Linked DNA regions of Oryctolagus cuniculus: region 1 is linked to region 2. A link is a contact called in public Micro-C data. All regions are on one chromosome and are shown on one strand. The core of a region is the stretch at or near the end of the contact, and the rest is flanking DNA. Distances in the headings are between cores, read along the strand shown. Region 1 holds the start of DMTF1 (cyclin D binding myb like transcription factor 1). Region 2 holds the start of DBF4 (DBF4-CDC7 kinase regulatory subunit).

What was found. A called contact is a pair of places that touch in the nucleus more often than the background predicts.
Region 1: a Micro-C map of ear pinna shows a contact between it and region 2, with 5 times the contacts expected there. The contact joins the promoter of DMTF1 here to the promoter of DBF4 in region 2. A contact is called at or near these places in 2 of 6 Hi-C or Micro-C datasets (ear pinna and an unstated tissue).

The regions. Positions count from the first base shown.
Region 1 is chr16:48,090,767-48,098,017 of mOryCun1.1, forward strand. DMTF1 (cyclin D binding myb like transcription factor 1) reads right to left here and starts at 5,220. Exons shown (of 18, transcript XM_017344332.3): 1 at 5,039-5,220. LOC127492632 (a long non-coding RNA gene) reads left to right here and starts at 5,250. Exons shown (of 2, transcript XR_007922265.2): 1 at 5,250-5,928.
Region 2 is chr16:47,476,283-47,483,513 of mOryCun1.1, forward strand. It overlaps DBF4 (DBF4-CDC7 kinase regulatory subunit), which reads right to left and starts at 2,433. Exons shown (of 12, transcript XM_051853365.2): 1 at 2,122-2,433; 2 at 1,024-1,196. The coding sequence starts at 2,167. SLC25A40 (solute carrier family 25 member 40) reads left to right here and starts at 2,792. Exons shown (of 12, transcript XM_051853377.2): 1 at 2,792-2,932.

The DNA of each region.
Region 1 (7,251 bases), core at 3,970-6,469, 620 kb after region 2:
AAAGATAATTACTTAGTAAGGTGAGTCATTTTAAGGCACAGAATTTCATTCCTGGTTTGGCAATAAAGTCATATTGCTTATTGAAAGGTTTACTTTTCACCCAGTCTGTGATTATGAATTCTATCCATTCTAAATAGTACTTCTATGTAAGGCACCACCAAAAACTCTTAAGATCACAATCGCCTAATTTACAATGAATTAAAAAAAAATTTTAAAAATTTGAAAGGCAGACACACACACATGCACAGGTCTTTCATCTGCTGCTTCATTCTCAGGTGCCTGTTAACAGACTAGAGTAGGCCAGGCTAAAACCAGGAACCTGGAACCCTACCTGGGTCCCTCTATGTGGGTGACACAGACCCAAGTGATTGGGTAATCATCACAATACCTCCCATCCCAGATATACATCAGCAGGAAGCTGGAACTGAAGGAGACAAGACTCAAACCCAGGAACTCTGATATGGAATGCAGTGTCCCAAGTGGCAGCTTAAGCCACCACACCAAATGCAGACTTCTGAAGTTAATTTTAAAGCCTACTTCTATGGCAGATTCCAAAAAACACACAGGAGTAGGCATTTGGTCCAGCTAGGACACTCACTCCCATCATTACTGTTTCCAGTTTCCTACAAAGGTGAATCCTGGGTGTCAAGTGGTTGGGTCCCTGCCACCTATTTGGGAGGCCTAAATTCAGTTTCTAAATCAGTTTAGCTTGACTCATGCAGCAGATGTGTGCCCTGTGTTTGCCTGTCACTCAAAAATACTAAAATTTTTTAAATAAAAAAATACACAAGGCAGTAAATAAACAGAGTATTTCTTTTGCTGATGGTAAACAAACAATTAGCTTTGACTAGTGCTTGGAATAATCTAACATAGTACATAATCAAAAAGCCATCTTAAAAAACAAGACTTAGAAAAACAAAAATATTGTTCATAAAGAGCCTTCTAGTGCATTCTTTAAAATTTCTACTTATTTGAAAGGTAGACAAACAGATCTCCCATCCCTCTGTTTACTCCCCGAACACCTGCAATAGCCAGGATAGGGCCAAGACAAAGTCAGGAGCCAGAACTCAAGTACTTGAGACATCACTTGCTGCCTCCCAAGGTGTGCATTAGCAGGAAGGCTGAATCTGGACTGGAGCCAGGACTCACAACCAGGCACTCTGATACGGGATATGGGTTTCTGAAGTGACATCTTAATAGCCATACCAAACACCTACCCACAGGGTGTTTTCTCCCAGTAACTTATTTCTAGCATTCAGTCATGAGATGGGCTCTTTCCATAAACTTGGAAAAAAAAAAAAAAAAAAAAAAAAAAAAAAAAAAAAACAACCAGACATGATAAACAGGTTCCTCTTTATTTGTACTTTTATGGAACAAAGTAATCAAAACCCATTTACAATTTCTACTGCAAAACTTCTCTTCACAAACTACCACAGAGACAAAGGGAGAAATAATGTGAAAGCAAACAAGTATCACACACCTTTAATAATGTATTCTGTATTTCACACTTGGCCACTAAGTTTATCACTTTCTCAGATCTTAAAATTACTTAAGAAATAGAAAAACCTTTTAGAATTGAAACTGTAAAGCATTTCAAAGTGTACCTCGTCTGAGGGAATTTTTCTTTTCTTAATAGAAAGCAATGCTGAAAGTGATGGTAAAAGACTACTAGAAAATTCATTTTGAGAAGGCAGGGTAACATCTCTGTCAAACAGGCTATGTGGAATGTGCTGTTCTAAAGTTTTGATCTCTGCAACAGAGATATGTATGTGTGTTTTTATTTTCAAGACTAATCTATTTGAAAGGCAGAGACACACACACACACACACAGACAGATGTCTTCCATACGCTGGTTAACTCTCCAAATGGTCAAATTCATCAGGCCTGGTCCAGGAGCCCAGAATGCCACCCTAGGCTTCCATGTAGATGGCAGGGGCCCAAGTACTCTGCTGTTTTTTCCAGGTGCATGAGCAGGGAGCTGGATCAGAAGCAGAGCAGCATGCATTCAGATCACTAGCCCCAATATGATTTAGAACTTAAATACTTTAATTTTTTTATTTTTTGACAGGCAGTGGACAGTGAGAGAGTGAGAGTGAGAGAGTGAGAGAGAGAGAGAGAGAGAGAGAGAGAGAAAGGTCTTCCTTTACCGTTGGTTCACCCTCCAATGGCCGCCGTGGCCGGTGTGTTGCTGATCAGATGGCAGGAGCTAGGTGCTTCTCCTGGTCTCCCAGGGGGTGCAGGGCCCAAGCACTTGGGCCATCCTCCACTGCACTCCCTGGCCACAGCAGAGAGCTGGCCTGGAAGAGGGGCAACCGGGACAGAATCCGGCGCCCCGACCAGGACTAGAACCTGGTGTGCCGGCGCCGCAAGGCGGAGGAGGATTAGCCTAGTGAGCCGCAGCGCCGGCCAAGAACTTCAACACTTTCAAAAACTGTTTAAACTGTGTGTTCATTTGTGGTTTTTAAAAATACTATTTTTTTAGTTAACATTTTAAATTTACATAGTCAAAGACTATTGGAGCCACCAAATAAAGAGCTCAACAAATAAAAAGTGAAAAGTCAAAAACATTTTTAAGCTCCTTCAACATTAACATCAGACTGGATTCTTAGGGATATTTGTTTTATATTCTATCTTCACAGCTGTTAGTTTAAGCCTATGTACTTATTGGAGCATAATGAAAACAATTGTTCAATGATGTTATTTTCAGAACATGAACATCATTTTAAAAAAGTCTGTAGCTGTTGGGCAAATAAATGAAGCTAAAAAAACAAAAAGAAGCATCAAGTGAGTAAGGGTAGTATTCTGTTCTTTAAATACTACATGGTGCTTTCTAACCAACCTTATTAAATATACTCAAAATACACTCAGCTTCCGCCTCTTAAAAGTAATCTTAGAACAGAATGATAACCTTTCTCCATCCAAAAAATAATTTAAAAAATAAGAAGGGGGGGGGGGTTTAACCTGGAAATAGAACTTAAAGCAAACAACCACTAAAGAGGACACCTGCTTCTTTTGATATGGTTTTCCTATCGGCAACCATTTCCCAGTCATGCTCTGCTTTCAAACTCTCAAATGCTAACTTCAAAACTTTGTGCTTTCTTCCTCTCAAAATATTTCTAAATCCTGAGCACTAAGTGCAAAATGCTTGGACAATACATATTTATTCATGCAAATGCTAAAAATGTGGACTTAAATCCTTAAGAAGTACAGAATGCCCAGTACTTACTGATTAAATGTTGCTGAAGACAAGGCAATAGCATTTTGGCTGCACCATCTAGCTCAACTGCAATCAATTAAAGATATTCACGCAGAATATGCAGGTTCTAGATCAGTCCCAAAAAGCATATTTTGGGATGAGCCTATCAACTAAAATAGTGGGAAAAAAATTAGCTTGTTTGGTGGCACACAAAACACCCAATATATGGAAATTAAAAATCATTAAATATCACAAATAATGGAAAGTGTTTTCTTCATTCATAACTGTAACAAGTTTTTTTCCCCCTCCAAACACAGGCTGTTTTTTGTGCTTTGTGACTGGAGGAAAAAACCCTAAGTCTCACATCAAGCTGTATTCTCTTAGCTGGACAATTTTTGTAATGTTAGAGAATGTAATTTTAACCTCCTACTTTTTTCCTAAGCACTAAATTTCTAAATCTTAAATATACTAAGTCTTCTCACGACTACACCATCGTAGCAAAAAGCTAAGATTCTGGTGTACCACCATGGCCGTCTTTCAAGTGGTGGTCAAGGTCTAAAACCAACAACCTTCACACACAAACTTCCATCAGCTTACAGAAAGAAATTCGATGTAACTGAAGCATACGAAGGCTCTCAGCTGAAAAACAAAGACGGGTTTTTATGTCTGTAGAACTTTCTACATAGAGAGAAAAATATTTTCCTAACTTGGACTGGAACTCACAAGCTTCAAGCAAGACTGTCCCCTACGAACTGAATAGAGTTCCAAATGGCACTGGTTTTGAGCTTAAGACACACGAGCAGAAAGGAACCCCGGAGAATCCAGCGTCCCCTGCAGCCACCCAGGCGTCCCAGCACGCGCGGCCTCGCCTCCGGCCGGGGAGAGGGGCGAGGCCAGGCCGACACCTGAAGGGGGCGTCGCCCCTGCCTCCCCAGGCGAGCCTTTCTGTCACCAAAACGCAGCCCCCGACAGCCCCCCGCGCCGGGCCGCGCCGGGCACGGAGGCAAACCCGCACCCGCGTCCCCGCGGAGGTCCGCACCACGACGCCCCCGTCCACAGGCCCGAGCGGACTGGCGGTGCTCTCTTCTCTCTTAAACTTCCTGGGAGCCCGGCACCCTCCCCGCACCGCAGCCCGCGCCGCTCTCCTCAGAGACTCGGCTGACAGGAACCCGCGGCCCCGGGTCTCCGGTCTGGACCGCCAACCACCGAGCCAGGCGGAACCCCCAAGGCGAAAACAGTGCAAGATGCCCACAAAAAATAAAAGGGGGAAAAAAACAAAAAAAAATAAATAAAAAATAAAAAAGGGAGGGGGGGTTACGGCGAGACCTGCCCCCACCCCCTCATCCCTGCCCAAGCCCACCGCTCCGCCTCCGCACCCCAGAACCAAACCGGAAAAGGCAACAAAGAAACAAGAAAGGACCACCTCGGGAAAACCAGCGAGGCTCGCTGCCCGTGCCCGCTCCCCGGCCCAATTCTGCCCCCGAGCTCCCGGCCCACCCCACCCCCCAGGGGTCCCGGCGCCATTTAGCTCTTCCGAACCCGCCGCCATTTTCCGCCCCCGCCGGATCGCAGCCGTGTCGCGGCGGCCACTCGTCCCCCTGCTCTGTAGCTCGAGCCGCCACCGCCGCCGGCCGGGCCCCGAGAGGGAGGCTCCGGCCTGAGCGTGCGGAGACGGCAGCTTTCGCGTCACCAAGGCCCGGCTCCGACCCCGCCCGCGGTGCCTGGGCGCCCGCAGCTTGCGCCGGCCGACGGCAGCGAGCGGGCAGCAAGGGGGCCGGACAGGCTCCGCTGGGCGGAGCGGCCCTGGCGGCGGTTGGGACCTGAAGGTTCCATCGCACTTACTTCCTGTTTTGGGTCCGGGCACTTTGGAAGAACCAGGATGGAGGCTCCAAAAAATACCAGGATGGAGGAAGCAGCCACGGGCGAGAGTGGCTGCAGCTGGAGTGAGCGAGCGCGACGAGCCACCGGAAACGGAGCTACGGCCGCGCCCCGCCCCCGGCCCCCGCCTGTTCCCCCTGCCCCCCGCCTCTCCCGAGGGGCGGCCCCGCGCGCCGGCTGCTGGCGTCACTTCCGGCCAAGTCGACGCGCGAAAAAAGTCCCGGGGCAGGCTGCTCCGCTGCTGTGCTGCGCCGCCATGGTGCTGGGCTTCCTTGCTCCCGGGTTCCTGCTAGGGCTTCTCGGCAGCCGTTCTTGCGCTGCTGTGCCGGGCTGGAGGCCCTTCTGTGGCTCCGGGGGACGTTAGGCCCCGCCGGCCGAGTTGCGTGGATCCCCGTGGCTCGCGGCGAGGGGAGCCGCCCGTGTGGCGCGGGCACCCGGGTCCGCGCGAGTCTGGGGCTTCCCGCTGGGCCCGCGTTGCCGCTGCGCGGAGGCTGAGGCGCGCTCGCGTCGCGGTGAAGGGCGCCTGCTGCGAGCGTGGGCTCGGTCTTGGACGGACCGGGAAGGTGCTCTAGCGTCGTGCTCTGAGTTGCTCCGTGTCCTGGAGAGGTGGAGGAAAGACCTGCCCCCAGGGTGCGCCCCGGTCTCGGCTGCTCGCCGACCCTGCACTTCCAGACTGGTCGAGCCCTGCTGCTTGCTCTGCCTCTGCTTCCAGCCTCACTTGACTGACTTATAAAATGCCACGTTCTGTGTATTCTGTGGGTCACGGCAGTCACTTCTAGACTTGATTAATATCCGTTGGCTGTGATGTTGTCAAGTGGAGGCTCTGGGGAATGGGTGAATGTTCCTCCTCAATTGTAAGTAATTGAGGCTAAGAGTCAGTGGTTTATTTTTCTCTACTAGCAGTTTCAGTTGCCTTGTGCAATCCTGGTTTCTTTTGAATACAAGTGTAAAGTGACACTCATCAAAGAAAACGCTGGGTGAAAATACGCAAACTACACATTGAAATTAGTTTAGAAAAATAAAGATTTGCTTGGATTTCCAGCCAAATGTACATACGGGGAGTATTCTAAAAGCTCATGAAAGATGCATATTGTGTAAAATGAATTTCAAATTTTTTTTTTGCAGCGAAACTTTTTTTTTAAAGATTTTATTTATTTATTTGAGAGGTAGAGTTACAGACAGTGAGAGAGGTCTTCCATCCATTGGTTCACTCCCCAAATGGCTGCAACGTGGAGAGCTGAGCTGATCTGAAGCCAGGAGCCAGGGGCTTCCTCTGGGACTCCCACGCGGGTACAGGGCCCAGTCACTTGGGCCAACTTCCACTGCCCTCCCAGGCCACAGCAGAGAGCTGGATTGGAAGAGGAGCAGCCAGGACTACAACTGGCGCCCAAATAGAATGCCGGCACCACAGGCAAAGGATTGAACTTTGACTTCATATCTATTGGAATGGCTAAAACCCACAACCCTGACAATACCAAATACCGGCAAGTTTGGAACAACAGGCACTCTGATGAACTGTTGGTGGGAATGCGAAATGGTATATCCAGTTTGGCAGATTTGTACAAAACCTGTGTTTTCATATGACCTAGAAATTGCTCTTTGTTGTTTACTCAAATAAGGTGAAAATTCCACACAAGAACCAGCACATTATATATACATACACAGCAGCTTTTTTTATAATTGTTGAAACTTGGAAGTTAACCAAGATGTCTTACAGTAGATGAATGGATAAACTGGTACATTCATGTGATGGAATTTTATTCAGTGCTAAAAAGAAGTGGACTATTTCTTTTTTTTCTTTTCTTTTTTTTTTTTTTTTGACAGGCAGAGTAGACAGTGAGCGAGAGAGACAGAAAGGTCTTCCTTTTCCTTTGGTTCATCCCCAATGGCAGCGGAGGCTGGCGCACTGTGGCAGGCGCCCAGTACTGATCCGAAGCCAGGAGCCAGGTGCTTCTCCTGGTCTCCCTGGGGTGCAGGGCCCAAGCACTTGGGCCATCCTCCACTGCCTTCCTGGGCCACAGCAGAGAGCTGGACTGGAAGAGGAGCAACCGGGACAGAATCCGGCTCCCTGACTGGAACTAGAACCCAGTGTGCCAGCGCCACAGGTAGAGGATTAGCCTGTTGAGCTGTGGCGCCGGCCAGAAGTGGCCTGTTGAATCATCAGAAGACATGGGAGA
Region 2 (7,231 bases), core at 1,183-3,682:
CTGGCACCCATAGGGATGCCAGCACTGCACACAGTAGCTTTACCTGCTACGCCACAATGCCGGTCCCAAACATGTATATTTGATGTCTAAGTCCTTAACAAATTAAGACCACCTTGATAGGTAGTATAGTTCATAATATCATTAGAAAGCCTATAAATTAAACGCAACCTTTGGGAATTCAATGATACGTTCATTATACTACACACTACTAATACAAATATGTGTTGTGATGTTTTACTTCAGCAAAAAATAAGCAGCAAAACAATATTTTTTCAAAGATAAATAAAATAAGTGAAACATCACACCAACAAGCAATTCTAGAAACTTCATTACACACTCTTCTTAAAGAGTCTAGTCTGGCACTGAAAGGATGTTCAAAGATGTTGATCTTCAAAGTCCAGAAATTTTTAGACAGAAAACATCTTAATAACCATATCTGCTAAAATTTAATATCTTCCTTAATCCTAAGAAAACGTACAACTTTGCTTGACTTTCCTAATTCCCAATTAATGTATAAGGTAAGACAGCAGGTTTTTCAAATTCTTACTCTAAAATTTTGTTTCCTTAATGACATTTATTTTGTTGAGCCTCTGTATCTCTATCACCCAACAGCAATTTTACTTGCTTTTCATTTGAACAAGTTCTCATTCTGCAGTAACATTCTAAATTGTTACATTAGTCCATATAAACCTAAGTAGATTTCTACTAATCACAATCAAAGTGCTCCCACTCTCCACAGGGCATCCACCATTACAGTGAAAAGCAATGAGTGGTTCTATTAGGTAAGAGAGTCTCATTTCTCAACACTTTGGGAATTCAATACTAATCTCCCAATCACAGAAACCTGAAGTTTTGTCAGGCTACAAAAAGTTAAAACAAATGGTTTTTCATTAAAGACACAACAGTTGCTTAAAAATAAAATCTTAAGCATGGTGGTAATAGATGGTTGTAAATTTTCCAAAAACAATTTAATTACTTGATTACAAAATTTTCCTTTTCTGTCAATGTATGGTTTTCACTTACCCCTCCCAGATCCTTAATATCCTTTTTCAGTTTTTCACATATGGTCACAGAAGGTATGTCAAGGTAAAATACTTTTCCCCAAAGTGGCTTATATTTGGATTTTTCTGGTCTGTTTTCAGTTTTCAGAGATTTCAAAGATGATCTGTTTTTTTCATTTTTGACTTGGATTCCACCTGTTATTAAAAATATTTAGAATGAGCTAATAATGTCTTACTACAGATGCAGTTGCTACTGTCTCAAAAGTATTTCATGAAACCATAATATCACAGGAGCAATTCCTATAATCCCACCAATTAAAAGTTATTAGCATTTAAATATACTTCTTTGTAGTACCACAAGCCAAAGGCAGCAGGCCCCACACATTTTTTCTTGACCCTACTGTAAAAGTAGCAGTTGGATCCGCAGGAAGCATCCGTGTGCATTCACGACTAAGGCACGGAACTAAACAAAACTGCACACAGGAGCTTCAGAAGTGTGCAAGGCCTCCCCGGGCTGTTTACTGAGCCCCTCCGCCACTCTGCTGAGCTCCAACGCTGCCCACTCGGGCCGGCCGCGCACGAAGCTCAAGGGTTCCAGGTTCTTGTAAACCTGGTCTCCGCTACGAGGAGCGCGGCGGCCCGTTTCACATACAAGTTCTGCTGCCGAGCGACCGAGGCCTTCATGGTCCACTCGCTACACCGGTTTCGGTGAAAGCGGACCTGAGGCCCCAGCACCGGCCGCGGGGGCACAGCCCGCTGCTAGGTGGGGGTCCCCGCACGCACGCTCACGCCCACGGCTACGGGAGGAGACGCACGCTCGCCTGCGCGTCCCAACCCAACCCGGGCGGCTGAAGAATCAGACGAGCTGCTCGCTGCCTGCGCCACGGCCCTGGGGCCAGCAATCCTCCGCCCGAAACGCAAACGCCCACCCCGGCGCCCCTCCCCGGCCCCCGGCCCGAGCCCCGGCGCGCGACCGGCCTCCCCCGCGCGGCTCGCGGCCCGCAGGCCCCCGGCCCGCAGCTCGGCCGCCGCGGTGGCGCTGAGGTAATCCCGGTAGGCGGCCGCCCGCAGGCCCCAGCGACGACGCCGGGCGACCCAAGGCGGAGGGCGGGCTTCGTACCTTGGCCATGTCCTCTGCTGTGAATCCTCATGGCTCCCGAGTTCATGGCAGCCGCCCGGCGCCTACATGCTGCGTCCGGAGAGGGTGCCCCGCCGGGCGACCGCGGAAACACGGCTTCTCCGGGACACGACGGCCCAGGTACAGGCGCCGGCCCAGTTTCCGGGGCCGGATCCGGCTTCCGAGGCGCGGAGGAAGAAGGCTCCCAGCACGGCCGAGGGGGCTGCGGCAGTTGAAGATTTGAAAACGCGTCACGCGGCCGCGGCGCCTATACGCGCGCCCCGCCCCTCTCCCGCCGAGCGCCGCGCCCCGCCCCGTGCCGGCTGCACGTGCCCGCCTCCTCGCGCCGCGCGCCCCGCCCCGCCTCAGGCCCGCCCCCTGGAGCCTCCTCGGCCTCGCGCCTCGCCCTGCCCTGCCTCGGCCCCGCCTCTGGAGCCAAGCGCCCCGCCCCCCGCACGCCCCTCCTCGCGCCTCGCCCCGCCCCCCGCACACTCCTCCTCGCGCCTCGCCCCGCCCTGCCGCGAGCCCCGCCTCTCGCGCCTCGCCCCGCCCCTCGCGCCTCGCCCCCGCCCCCTCGCGCCTCGCCCCGCCCCTCGCGCCGCTCTGCCCCGCCCCCTCTGCGATGCCCTCTGCACCCCAGACCCCGGGTCGGCGCGCCGCGCGTCAGCGTGTCGCCCCGCTCCGATGAGTCGGTGGGACAGCGGTGTGGCCGAGGCTAGTGGACGCAGCAGCCCCCCAGGCCGGCCGCCTGCCGTCGGGGTCACTGCGCCCTTGCGGTCTCCCCGGAGCTCCGGCCCCCAGCCGCCCTCCCCAGGTACGCCAGTTTCCAGCGGTCGGACGTCCGGGAGGCTGCGGCCGGGCGGGGCCGGGCGAGGGCGGCAGCGGCGGCCGCAGCCCCTGCCCTGGGCGGGCTTTCCCGCAGCCCCCGCCGACCCTCGGGCTGCAGCCAGGCCGCCGCGGGAGTTCCGGGGGGCGCCGGCAGCCCCCGGCCCCGAGGCGGGTGCCCGAGCGCGGCCCCGCGGAGCTGCGTCCGCCCTACTGGGCGTAAAATGGGGATAAAGACGGGAAGGCAGAGTGGCCGCTCCGGGGGGAGCGGGATTGTGGCGGGCGGCGACCGCGGACGCATTCCCGTTTTCTGTGTCCATGCCCCAGAAGCAGTTGGGGATGCGGTTCCGCTCGTGCGGAAGAGGACTGTGTTTCCTCCGAGTTTGCGCTCCTTCGCTCTTGGCCCCGAAAGGCAGCCGTGCTGTGGCCGGTGGCGGATAGCCGCCCTCGAGCCCAGGCTGGGCGGGCGGGACTCGATCCGTGCGCGCAGAGTCAAGGACCCTTCCGGACGGTCTAGGCTGAAGGCCGGGGGCGGCCGGCGCAGCCCCCCGGGAGACAGCTGGGGTATTTGCGAGCCAGTGGACGTCGCTGGGAGAGGAAACGCAGGTGGATTTGAGACTTCGGGCTGACAGCCCGCAGGCCTAGGGGCGTGCCTGCAGCAGAGGTGAACAGGTGTGGCTTGGCCATCCATCTAATTGCTTTTGACAGAACCTATTTTAAAGTATAAACTGCCGAAACAGTGCAAGGTTTTCAGTGTTTTCAGAAGGGTTTAAAAGATAGAGAAGCATCAGTTGCAGAGAGACTGTAGTAATAGTCATGGGAGCGTGATGAGCGGGAAAGCGATGGAAAAGAGGGCCGCAGAACTGGGAAGGGAACTGGAAAAAACGCTTAAGGTCAAAAGTCACAGAATTGCAGATATTGGAATCTTAATGAGCTTCTCTGTACGGCTTTGGGTAATTTTGAGCAATTTTAATCTGTGAAAAGGGAGTTATAGATATTTCTCAGAGCTGTTGTGAAGATAAAATGGAACATTTTTGAAAGCTTTATTAATGTGTGCGTGGCATGGAGTAACAGCTCAGCGGTTGCTCTTTCTGGTGAACTCTACACCACTTCCTCCATCCCAAAGTTTTAAAAAGACTAAGACTTGAAAAATAGGCCTTTAATTTTGTGAAGATGTCATTGGTTTCTATAATTAAAACTTCTGTGGATGGCAGAGATAAGTACTAGATAAAAATGAACTTGAAGTTGACAAGTTGAGCATACTGTTTAAAAAATTTGTCAGTGTACAAGAAAATTGCACGTTTGGAGGATTTAGAAGAAATGGGACAGATTTAAGCATGTTTCTATTGAAACAAGCAAGTCTGTCTTATGCCATAGATATGTTTCTTATTTAATATAATGAGGCAGAACAGTAACGTAATTCAATACTTAACTCTGCCACACTCTCACCTGACTGCATAATTCCTTGTTGTGAATAAGCAGAACATTTGCTTTACCTATTTGTTAACATTTTTCTGATCTGTCATCCAAGGTTAACTTTTTAAAATGTTATTGGAGCCCAGATCTTTCAGTAGCTGCAGCAGGAAGGATTTGGTTGTGAATCCATGACCAATGAGGATGGAAACCTCTTTACCTATCATGTCAATAGTCAGATCTATTGGTAAGAGAATGATTATGTTAAGGTAGATCTTAAAAACATGCTTAAACAGAGTCATTTAAATGAAGGGTATTCATTCAAGAAGAATTTAATGGGGGCAGGGTTGTCTGTAGTTACAAGCTTTGGTAGAGAGTTCTGTTGAACAAAATTGAAGAACATCAGCAGAATTTTAGCCTAATTAAATGAACATTTGGCTGTGAATCAAGAGAAATGAATGTGGTACTAAGCCCTGTCCCTAAGAAATTTTATGACCGTGGGCAAATATTAACCCTTCCTAGAGTTTTCTATAAATGAAGATAATCTCTGATTAGTCTACTCTACAGCTTGTGGTGATTATCAAATGAGACCTAATATTTTTCAGGGTACCTCATGCATATCAAAATACAAATTTTGGGGATGGCTCTGTGGCACAGTGGGTTACAGCCCTGGCCTGAAGCGCCGGCATCCCATGTGGGCACTGGTTCTAGTCCTGGCTGCTCCTCTTCCAATCCAGCTCTCTGCTATGGCCTGGGAGAGCAGTAGAAGATGGCCCAAGTCCTTGGGCCCCTGCACCCACATGGGAGACCTGGAAGAGGCTCCTGGCTTCGGATTGGCACAATCCCGGCTTTTAACCATCTGGGGAGTAAACCAGTGGATAGAAGACCTCTCTCTCTCTGTCTCTACCTCTCTCTGTAACCCTGTCTTTCAAATAAATAAAAAATAAATCTTTAAAAATAAATAAATATAAATTTCATATTTTAGAATCTAGACATATTAGCTCTGTAATTCTTTTCACTTTGCTCTTCTGTAAAAACCCTGCCACCTGGCTAATAACCTTTTATCTATGGCAACCTAGCTTAGTCTTTATCTCCTGCTTCTTTGAGACCTTCAGTAATAATTATTACTGTTTGACTCTTCTGATATGTTGGTTTTTCTGAGGCTAAATTCTTAGTTCTGCAGGCTACGCATGTGAGAGTATGGTATTAGTCAGTGGCTGTGGCACTGAAGTTGCTGTCTTAGGTGAGGGTGGGCTGGCAAACCAGGGTACATTCAGCATTATCTGTTCCTTGAACACAACCTAAATGGAATATCAAAAATGGAAATACTCCTAACTCTCCCATGCAGGTGAGAGGGACACAAATATGTGAGCCATTACCTGCTGCCTCCCAGGGTGTGCATTAGCTGGAAGCTAGAATTGGAAGGGAAGCTGGAACTGAAACCCAGTCACTCCAATCTAGGTTGCAGTTGTCCCAAGCAGTGTCTTAAACTGCTGTCCCAAACGCTCACCCTGCAATGAGGTTCTTTATTGGTCGTATCTGTTCAGGATCTTGTGGACCTCCTGTACCTTCATATTCCAGTCTTTCTCAGGATGGGGATATTTTCAGCTATTATTTATTGAATAGATTTCTGTAACATTACTCCTCTCTTTGCCCTCAGGAATCCCCACAACTCAAATATTTGTCATTTAATGGGACTTCAGTGGCCTCCGAGACTGTCTCTTCTTTGTTGCTTGTATTCCTCTTTTTTTTGTTGTTGTTCTTACCTAGGTTTCAAATGATGAGTCTTTATTATAGGTTTTCTTTCTTTTGCATGATCTCTTGTTGAGGTTTTGAATTTTTTATCAGGCACTACGTCAATCTCCTTTTCTTTGGATACTGACAAACCATTGTTGTCTTCATGTGGAAGCATCAGCTTATCATTTTCATAGCTCTTATATCCCTATGTTAATATTTGCATATCTAGCAGATCAGTTGTTTCTATCACTTTTAATGAGTGGCTTTCATGGTAAACGCCTTTGTTCTGAAGATGTGTTTTTGGGTGTCATCTTGGCAGGCTATTTTGGCTTTAATTCCAGTTTGGTGATTCAGTGTAGTGTCCATATGTCTTCCACAGCAGTCTGTGTAGCAATAGGAGGTGTGGGCCACTCCTCTCATTCCTGTCAAGACCACATAGGTCTCAGCAGCAGCCTGGAGGGCGGGATATAAGATCACTTGCTCTCAGTCCATCGTGAGTATTGTCACCAGAATGCAGACCTGGAGTCCGCCAAAGTTTACTCAGATATGCTTGTTGGCAGGGACATGGCTGGAGTCATGGTAACACCTGTCCAAAGTCCACCAGGGATGCACTGGTCCCTGCATTCCTAAGCGCTAGGTAACGTCTTCATGCCCACCTACCTGTTCCTTCAAGCAGAAAATTAGTCCCAGTGTTATGCTCCCTAGTGTATGAAGAGGAATGAAATGAGCAGTCCTATGACTACCTTCCTTTAATTCCAGGTCACACACAGATCCACAGTCCACCAAGATGAGCACAGCATGATTTGGGCCCATGCCCACTTTGCTATTGGACTGCCTGTAACCCAAGGTTGGGACAACTAACCGTGGGTTACGCAGCTCAGAATATAAGTCCAATTGAATTGTGCCATGGGTCTCCCCCTGGGACTGTGACAGGTCCAGAAGCTCTACCCATAGACAGTGGCCTCGGGACAAGAATCTTTAGCGTCTGCCTAGTAGTGGTTTTACCAGTTCCAAGATGCACTCTTGTGATCACTGGGCTCCTTGGGGCTAAGGGAGAGATGACAAAGCATTTCTTTGCTGAATTCATGCCTTATTTAGTACATCTTCTCATTATACTAACACCAAGCACTTGGCTTCC